Linked DNA regions of Mus musculus: region 2 is linked to region 1. Evidence: chromatin contacts called from public HiChIP or PLAC-seq data. All regions are on one chromosome and are shown on one strand. Each heading gives the region's core, a stretch centred on a gene start, on an enhancer-like site or on the middle of the called end of the contact. The rest is flanking DNA. Distances are from core to core; before and after follow the strand shown. Region 1 holds the start of Cfi (complement component factor i). Region 2 holds the start of Sgms2 (sphingomyelin synthase 2).

Region 1 (4,985 bases), core at 1,249-3,748:
TGTGTTGGTTAGGTTTTTTTGTCTGCATGACACAAGCCAGAGTCCCCTAAGAGAAGAAAAACTCAAATAAGAAAATGCTACTAACAAATTTGCCTTTTGCAAGCCTTTGGGGTATTTTCTTACTTGATGGTTTGTTGTTGACTTTGGCTACTTTGTGGGTTCTTCTTTCTTCCACCAATCTCCTCCCCTTTTCTTCTACCCTTTCAACTCCCTAACAGTAGGTAAGTGAGAGAAGAAGATAGAGAGGATAGGAAAGAGATCTCTGAATAAAGTCAGGGGTCTGAAAGGGGGTGATGTTATCATCATTAGACTACTTCCTGCTGATTAGGGGCACAGAGTTCTTTGGGGCAAGTTTGATCTTCACCATCAGGATATCTAATTTCTTCTTGTTGTTTCTTCTTTGTGCATGAGTGCTTAATAAACTATGACCAACAGCAGCCAACAAGCAACCCACCAACCAATAGCCCAATAACAACCCATCACCTCTCAGGGGTCTGACGTTTATTTATCCTCTGAAAAGTCCCCAGAATTCCAAATGTCACAAAATTCCACCCCTGCAGATGTATTTGAGATACTGGTGTGTCTTTTGGGCTTGCAGGCCTCGTTAATACCAGGCCTAATAATCCTTTGGCTTCAAAGGATCTCAGAGTATTCGTATCTTCCAACAAGAAAGCCTATGTAACAACCCACCTGCCAAGGGTACTCTCAGCAAAAGAGGTGCAGAAGTTAGCCTGTGCCCATGTATTATACCACGTATTGCATACCATGGTCCCCAGAAGATAGTATAGCATTGCAGGGTTTGCTGAATGCTGAGCCAACGTGAGAGTTAACGGCCCTCCGAGAGGACTACTGCTATCCTCTAGGGATTCATGTGTACATTTAACCACAGCCTCATATTTAGCGTCGTGTCTCTCATAGAAATGATACACGGGTCTGGGAACAATCAAGGGATTCAGGCAGGAATGACTACACTGACCACTGCTCCCAGTGATCAGCTCAGAGTTCTAGGCTCCCTGTTCCTACAACTATATTCTGTGGAGTTTGATAGAGGTCTTGGTCCCCAAAGGTACCACATTTTCACCAGGGGTACACTAAGAATGCTCTTGAGCCGGGAGTGGTGTGGCACACATCTGTAATTTTAGTATTCAGGAGACAGAGCAAAGAGGATCCCTGTAGTTTGAGGACATCCTGGTCTGCACAGGAAGGGTCAGGCCAGCCCTGGCTACATTATGAGACTGGCACTCTGCCTCAAAATAATAGTATCAACAACATCCCATTAACAAAGGAAAACTTAAGCCGTTTCCTGGTGCATGCTGGTCTCTTTGTGTCTAGACACCAGGAAGAAAGCCAAAGGCTCTGATAACTCAGGGGGAACCGGAGCTCCTGTAATCACAGTGGGGGTTGAAGGGAGTATGTGTGTGATCACATGACTGGTTGAGTGACTGTGTTGACAGTAAAGAAATAGAAACAGCAACTTTGAGCTGAGAATGGAAGGCAGGACTTCGGCTCATGCCTGGAAGACACTGTGGGGTTGGTTATACCATCAGAAAAGCCACTGAAGCCACAGAGGTCAAGCTCAGAGGGAAGGCGTTAGGGAATTAATGAAGAAGAGACCGTAGCCAAACATCAACTGTGGCCTCACCATGAACGGCAATGTCTGAGTTAGGGAGGTTTCCCCTAATAACTCCCTCTTGGGAGTTTTCTCTCAGGAAGAAGAGACCTGGGGGAAATTTGGAAGAACTACTTTTGTAGTTCAAACTGTGAACCGAAGACACTGGTGAGTCTTCCAGACACATCCTGTATGAACGATCTTGCCAGCCGTCTGTGAGGAATGCCAGAAAACACCAGATAACAGGCGCTCCTCCGTGTTCGTGTCAGCTACAGAGACCTTGTCTACCTAAGGGCAGCGCCTCTCTGACTGAACAAGGTGTGGTGTAATAGCCCAGCCTTCCTCTGAGGCAAGGACCTGACCAATCACATTCTCCAGAGCGCCCCACAGGCAGGCTTTGTTGAATTCACGTAGAGATCCTATTTCTCTGCTCTGCTCTCCCTGGTTTCTCTCTTTTTTTCTATGGGCACTGATGCCTGACAGGAGTCTTGCCCCTAGAGGACTCAGACCGGCAGTGTTTCAGCTGCCCTCAATCTTAAGCCAACGAGTGTAATTTTATTTACCAAATGACACAAAAGTGGAGGTGGGGGGGGGGAATCCCTTCCATGGTACTTTCTGTGTTCCTTGGAAAACAGATTCGAACTGGGGCATTGTCTGGGCCAATATGGAGCAATCTGCCTCCTCTGGTGTGAACACTTTCTATTGGTGGCCTGCCTCAGGAATTTACTGGGAAGGCTTTGGTTTGGTTTTTTTTTTTTTTTTTTTTTTTTTTTTTTTTTTTTTTCAGTTCCGATAAAGCTCTGGCTATTAGCCAAATCCTCTAACAGTTCAAAAGTACAAAGCTCTTTAGGAGGCTTTTCCTTTTTAAATATTTTTTCAGGGGTTAAATATTAAATGGCAGGAGCGTAGCTGGAATGGACAAGGGTCTTCCGTGGAGACTTGGCCCCGCACTCCTCCGGCATGAAGCTCGCTCATCTCAGTCTCTTTCTCTTGGCTCTCCACTTGAGTTCTTCCAGGGTGAGTGATGAGATTTTTATGGGAAGTCTTTTTATGAGACATTTTTAAAGTCTATAAAAATATAGGAAATTTCTCAAAAGACACTTTATAGACGTACATATTACCTCAGGTCAGTTGTTAAGAATGCAGATATACAGTAGCAGATCGTTCGTATTAATAGCCTGGTAAAAGGAACTTAAGGGAATACTTTTTTGATATGCTTGTACGTGTGCATCCACATTGAGTTGAACAAGAACTTGGTTGGTTCCTTGCTATAATTTCCTGTTCTATTAAAACAGTAAGTCGTCATGCTTTTCTGCATGTGACCTACAGTGATAGGGAAATGATAAGACAGTTCTTCCTCCCGTATCCCTTTTAAGGAAAGTGTAGAAAGATGATTAAATAGGTCAGAGGGAGAATAACACGCAAGATGTAAATTACATTTGAAAATGCAAAACAAGGGAGATATTCTAGGATCATAAAGATCTTATTTAATTGCAGTGGTCTAACAGTCTGCTGAACCCAGTATACACTGAAAGTATTGTTAAGTGGGAAATGGAGTAGTGTAACTGACCGTCACAGTGTAGCCTACTCCCAGTTAATCATGCTCAAATAACTCAGTAAAATCACTCAATAAAGGCCCATTTTTAATGAAGTTATGAATTATAATTATATAATGTGGAGTTTGCTGAATATTGTTCTGAGTACTGGGCATTTTGTATCCATATCAGGGCATCAAAACACGTTGTCTGGGGTGTCTCTCGGCAAGATGACATGGCTCACCTGATGAGCATGTGGCTGACGGGGAGTTGTGTCCCTGCTTTCAACAGGAGGCCGTCACATATCACTCGTCCAAGAAAGATCAAGATCTGTAGTATAGTTTTCCCCTAAATATTTATCATTTAAATACTAGTGTAAAAAAGGGGGGGTTGTAAAATCTTTCTATACAGATACTTGCAAAAATGGTAAAAATACCAGATGGCAAATAACTTCAGGGAGAGATCACCTGGAAGCGGCTACAGAACAAGTGAGATTAGCACTGGGCCATGATTCCGGGTTTGAGTTGATATTTGGTGAGAATGATCCGTTGCACCCCTTTCGGGCAGACAGAGAAGCAGGTATTTTAAGTACGACTAGTCCCCCAGGTAAATAAATCTGTTCCATTAGAGTGATCCATATACACCTTTGTTATGCGATATGCTGGTCACAGAAACAGCAGATTGCAAGAGAGAGCTTGTTCACACTTCAGCCAACTGGAGACAGGAGAATTAGTCTTTGCTAATTCTGAGAAAGGCTCTGGTCTAGTCACAGCTGAGGATCACAGCAGGTGATTGGAGGTTAGGAAACTCTTGGTCTGTGCATACATAATCGACCACTTCCCACAGCTACCATGGTAACCCACGCGGCAGAGGCCGAAATACAGCCAATAACTAAAAGTAGGTGGGGCTTAAATCTGGAGTGGCTTGGGGTTTGTAGTTGTCTCCTAGATTCTCCTAGGGGTTGGGCCTCCTGCCTCCCGCTGCCCTTGCCCTTTCTCATCTCTCATTGCTTAGAGATTCGGGGGGGGGGGGGGGGGGAAGGACTGACTTTGAGCTACCAGACCAGGGTGTAGACTTGAGTTAGAGGGGTGAAACTACTCAGAACTATTTGGAAGTATTTGAAACATGGAATCCACTTGGTACTATTCGGATAGTGAGTTAGTATTAGAAGACCATCCCCATTGACTAAGCAATAGGATCACATCCAGTTGATCATCCAACGGATGATCACATCCATTATTCATTCATCATGTACTTAGCTTTGGTAGACTATTCTGAACAGTGAGCTGAGATCAATCAGGAATTCACTCCCTCATTCAGAGAAATCAATACCTAGAGTTTGAAGCCAATCAAAGCTTGGGTGATTTCAGCCCTAGTGTATTCCAAAGCATGGTTTCCTTTTTCTGTAATGTTCCTATGGATGGGATGTGGTAGAGTCATATCTTTTGCAAGATAAATTTAACTCATATGTCTTGGCTCAGTGGCTTGACAGCCTTCAGTCCCACCAAAGAACTTGCCATTGGGGGCACTTCATAAGTCTAGTCCGGGGATAATGGAGCTGATCGAGATGCTTGCTTTTCCTAAATGTCATAAAGATCCTGGCTGTAGGCAGACATTGTCCAGGAGACCATCTGGAGGAAACATCAGCTGCTAGAAGCAGCTTTACTGTATGGTAGTGAGACTGGTTCTCGGTGACTGTGCATGCCCGACAGTGTCTGTCACTTTCAAGTCCCCTCCAAGTCTCCCATTTCATACGGGCTCAGTTGGACCATCTGTGTGGGCCCCCTCTGCAAGCAAGACAACTGTCAAGACCTGGGCCTGAGTCAAAGTGGCTTCCAGAC
Region 2 (4,985 bases), core at 1,514-4,013, 1.7 Mb after region 1:
GGTGAAAACAGATTTCTTCTGCCCATTTTCCTACATACTTCTTCACATTACGAGAGTCACACACAATGGTAATCCTGATAGAGCTCCACCTTAGCTCTTTGTTAATAGGAAATAAATCTTTGTTGAGGTAAACACACCGTTCATATCTCATTTCAATGAATCTTTTTTACATTATTTAAACTAGTCAAGAGTCTTTACTAGGTAAAGCAAGATGTCCTCCTAGCCTCACAGGAACGTAGGAGCTCCAACGGAAGAACCATCGGACAGACAGCCACTAATCGGACAGACGGCCACTAGAGAGGTAGCCCAGTCATGGCTTGCCTCCTCACGGGTCCCAGCCCTCTTGCTCTTGGACCCCATAATACTTGGATTTACTTCTACTGGACTGTAAGTCACAAGGGCAGCGACAGCATCTCCTTTACCTCAGCATTGTTATACAATAGTGGCTTAATAAATGTTCAGCAAATATGTGAGTTGAACGACTACCTGATACTCATAGTTCATGACTTGATTCCACCAGAAGATAAAGGAAAGCTATGCTATCTTTAGTCTAGAATTCTTAGGAATTGTTGGTGGCGGGGGGCGGGGGCCAGGAAGCAGGGCATGGTAGTGCATATCTGCAGTCCCAGCATTGGGGAAACTGAGGCAGGAGGATCTCAAGTTCAAGTAGCCCTACACAGGAAGATTGACCTTCCTGGCTCTCTCTTCCCTCCCTCTCTTTTCCTCAAAATATAGCCTCAACATATCACTTTTTAAAAAAAGGCCATAATCTGTATTTCATTGTTTTAGCAAACAAAAGATAACTTCTCTTTCTCTGTATATTTTGTTTAAAGTTGCACGGACGCCGGGTGTGGTGGCGCACGCCTTTAATCCCAGCACTCGGGAAGCAGAGGCAGGTGGATTTCTGAGTTTGAGGCCAGCCTGGTCTACAAAGTGAGTTCCAGGACAGCCAGGGCTACACAGAGAAGCACTGTCTCGAAAAACAAAACAAAACAAAACAACAACAAAAAAATTGCACGGACAGGAGAGCTAACGCAGGACTTGGTTATTACCTTGGGTCCCCTACATCCCCACAGCCACTGCCTGCTCTCCACACTACCACCGCTGTAGATATGAGACCACGTGCTTCTGGTCCTTCCTAATACCTCCTAGGACTTTCACCAAGCTCTGGGAAAAAGAAACTCGGGGTGAACAACCTAGAGGTGTTGCTGAGTTTTTCTAAAGGTTCAGAAGTCAACCAGTTTGACTTACAAATGAAACGAACAGTAAATTAAATATTAACTTGCTTTTAAAAAACAACTCCTTTACTTAGGAGATCGCTATGAAACACGACTCTATCAGTGGACCAAGGAATATGGTCTATAAAAACAAAAACAAAAATGAACTTTGCTTGCTTCTAGGAAAGGAGAGGAGAGGAGAGGAGAGGAGAGGAGAGGAGAGGAGAGGAGAGGAGAGGAGAGGAGAGGAGAGGAGAGGAGAGGAAGAAATGGTAAAGAGTTCGCTACAAATACCTTCTGCAGAGTCCAGGCCTCTCATTCTCTGTGTGTCCAGCTGCTTTGATGTCTCTTAAACATTTAGTAGCTCCCAGGACAGAGGGTGGGGACAAAACCTTCTTAGGTATCCACCTGCAACGTTTAACTTCCTGGAAACCTCCCTTCCCACTCTAAGGGAGTAGACAACAATATTTCACGTGCTAACCTGGGCCCGCCAGATCTGTCAGAAGGAAGCTGGCATTTACCTAAGCCAACTGGAACTTGCTATTATTTACAGGTCAAGAGTTAAAATTTATTGAAGTTTGCTTTGATGAAAGAGGTTTACGTTCAGACTTTTGTACTTTCCAGCCTTAATTACTAACCTCATTAATCCTTACTTAATCGTTGCTATTGTCTAAGGTAGTCCTAATGCCATTTTTACCTGTTCGGGATGGTTAACATAACCGAGGTGAAACCAAAGAACTGAACAGTTAAAGGATTCAAAGTTCACGCGAACACACTGACAAAAAGAGTTGAGCCTCTTCAGTATTTCAAACACATGTCAAAATAATTTAAGGTCATTTTAGAAATAAGCAAGTCTTGGAAATAGAGGAACGGCGGATTAATAAAAGATTACAGGATATAGCATTTGAACTATTTGCTTCTGAGACAGAACGATCACCGGACCCACAGATTGTGACGGGGTAAGGTCCACTCCCACCTCTCTGTGCTGACAAATCGAATCTCCCTTCCTTAAGGGGCGCGGGTCTGAACGCCAAAGGTCCTGTTGGGCAGCCTGGAGCTGGTCTTGTGCACAGCTTGTCAGCGTGTGGCAGCCTCTCCTCCACCACTCGAACTTCAACCCTGACCCCCCAGAGCGGCACTGCACAATCTACGGTTTAACCTGTGCCATTTCAACACCATCACCAAGTATCCGAAAATGGGTCGCAAATGAATGAGCAGCAGGCTGGGAGGAGAGACAGCCACCAGCTGACCCCCAGCAGATGAAAACTGAGCAAGGATGCCCGGGGCGGGGCGGCCTGTGGGGAGGCGGTGGCGACCAGAGCCACGTCCCCCACTGGAGCCACGTCCCCGCGCGCTCCGCAGGACGCGCAGCCCGCAGCCCATCCTCCTCCCGGCCCGGCGCTCACCGCTCGCAGCCGGTGCTCGCACGCCGGGGGCGCTCGCTGGGCGCAGAGGACCCGGGGGACCGGGCCCGAGAGCTGCAAACTTTGCGCGGGTCTCGCCCGCATAGGTAGCCGCTCCGCCCCAGGCCGCAGTCCGGGCGCCGCAGCGGGCCGGGCTCCGGGCGGCTCCGGCGGCGCCGAGGGCGGGGTCTCCGGCCGGCGGAGCCCGGGGCAGCGCGCAGCTCTGTTTACCGCGGGCCCGCCCTCCTCCCCAGCCCGCGCCCTGACATCATTCATTCTCGCACTCTCGCCAGCCCTCTCCTGCTCCCAGCCGTGACTCACCCCGGGCCCGAGGCTCCCGCGGGCTCCCGCGACTCCCGGCGACCGAGTCTCTCCGGACGCCTAGCCGAGCTCGAAAAACCGGTGCGACTTCTTCGGGGAGGCGATCCCAGCTGGCCGACCGACCCTCCCTCCCCTCTGCGGCCCTACAAGATGCGGCGAAGGAGGGGCTTGGCAGGCAGCACGAGGTGGCTCCCGGCCGCAGGCTGAGCGCAGAGCCGGGCAGACCTCCCTGAACGCGGGCGGGGATCAATCTGGGAAAGTTCTCTAGGTGCCGCTCCCAGCAACTTTCAGGGGTGGGGCAGGGAAGGGATAAGCCACCTCCGCACCTCCTCGGGTTTCGGAAACTGCTTCCTAATAACGACGTGTGCGGGCCAGGGGCACCCGCTGACTCAAGGGGTGGTGCCCCGCCTAGGTCGAGGGGGTAGGTTTCCAAACATCACAAGACCGCTTGGCGAGGTTAGTCACCACGGGCCTGGTGGCACCTCTAGGTGAGCTGGAAGGGTGCTTGTTCCCGGTTAGTGAGACTAATGATGCTACCCACCTTGTCATTTGCTCCGTTAGGTGAATTGCGTCCTGGCAAGGATGAGAAACCGGAACCAGAATGACTCTGAAAGAGTGACTCTCCACTTAAATGAACCTGTGCGTTTCTGTTGCCTTGGGGCACAAGTGTCCATATGTGTGTGTGCCCCCCAACCCCCATCCCCGGCCCCGGCTGATCTTACCAATTAGGTTGCAGGAAGGGTTGCTTCTGTCTAAAAATGGCCAAGGATCAGCATTTCTTTGGAGTCGTTTCCACACCTTGTAGCAGTTTTCAGTCAACCACGGTCGTTTTGGAGGGTGTCACTAGGCATCCAGGCAGCTGGCTAAACCTCCAATGAGTTTAATTGATAGAAATGCTTTTTATTGCATTGCCTACTTCCCTTCTGGTTTTAAGTTTGAACGTGTAGGATTGTACAGACTGTCCTATGGGAGTTAACATAATCCACAAAAACAACAATAAGCATTTCTGGTGTTTTGTGTGGGTATCATTTGTGTCAATAATCATTAAACCCAATGGCAGCAAAATAGAACTTTGGAGGGGAGGTGCCAAGGTGGCAGGTCACAGATGATGTCACAATCCAGAAGTTTAAGTTAACCTCTCCTGCAATTAACCACAGGTTAGACTTCATTGTGGGGAGCGCACTTGTTTTCAAGTTACAGAAAGGTAGGAACCCAGAAAAGAGCATCAACAAATAAATTTGTTTTCCTTGGGTTTATTTTTCCTTTGCAATGAGGAGTTCCTTTTTACTTTTACAAAACCTAGGCATTTTGCCCAGAAGGCAATAGAAATGGATTGGCTTGCTAGCATGCTGACCAAGTAAATAGAAATTTGAACTAACATTTTTTCCCCCCCAGACAACCACAGATGTAATTCAGAAGTTTAGTGTCTTGATCCGTGGGTGCAGAGAGGGTCAAGATTCTATGTAGGTGAATCTGGGTGAACAACCCACCTACCTCCTACTTCATAATTCAAATATTTTTACATTATGGAGATATATACCTAATATAAGTATACCTATATACTTAAACCTAAGTAAAGACCTGAGGAAAACGACGCTGTAGGATTTTTGAACTGTGTACATGGGTGAAGTTTTAAGAGCCCCAAAGCCCTCAGCCCTGGGTGTACCGTTGCAGGATATGATTGCTATAGATTCTACATAGACCTCTGTGCCGAAAACTGTTAAATGGAGAACTAGGAACATGTGGTCCTTTGTGCTTCAGTTGCCTATTCTGTCATGCCATTTACAGAAAAATAAAACTGGGAGTGCTGAAACACTCCCATAATTCTCGCTTTTGGGAGCCAGAGTCAGGAGCATCGGGAGTTCAAGACTGCTCTCCTCCATATAGGGACCTCAGGTCAATCTGAGCTACATAAGACCCTGCCTGACTCCAAAACTCTCAAACAAACAAAAGACAAACAGGTAAGAGCGAGTTTCTGAAGGAGCTCGGTGTAGTTTTTCTGTGATGTTCACTGACTTTTAAAACAGCAGATTCTGGGGTTGGA

Evidence for each region. HiChIP or PLAC-seq counts read pairs in DNA pulled down with a chosen protein or histone mark.
Region 2: a contact with region 1 is called in a FOXA1 HiChIP or PLAC-seq map of pancreatic cancer cells. The contact joins the promoter of Sgms2 here to the promoter of Cfi in region 1. A contact is called at or near these places in 1 of 39 promoter capture datasets (liver) and 2 of 115 datasets of contacts at active chromatin or transcription factors (astrocytes and pancreatic cancer cells).

The regions. Positions count from the first base shown.
Region 1 is chr3:129,834,241-129,839,225 of GRCm38.p6, forward strand. Cfi (complement component factor i) reads left to right here and starts at 2,499. Exons shown (of 14, transcript NM_007686.3): 1 at 2,499-2,626. The coding sequence starts at 2,570.
Region 2 is chr3:131,487,467-131,492,451 of GRCm38.p6, forward strand. Sgms2 (sphingomyelin synthase 2) reads right to left here and starts at 2,764. Exons shown (of 6, transcript NM_001379585.1): 1 at 2,624-2,764. It overlaps Gm36753 (a long non-coding RNA gene), which reads left to right and starts at 3,050. Exons shown (of 5, transcript XR_003954556.1): 1 at 3,050-3,580; 2 at 4,099-4,985.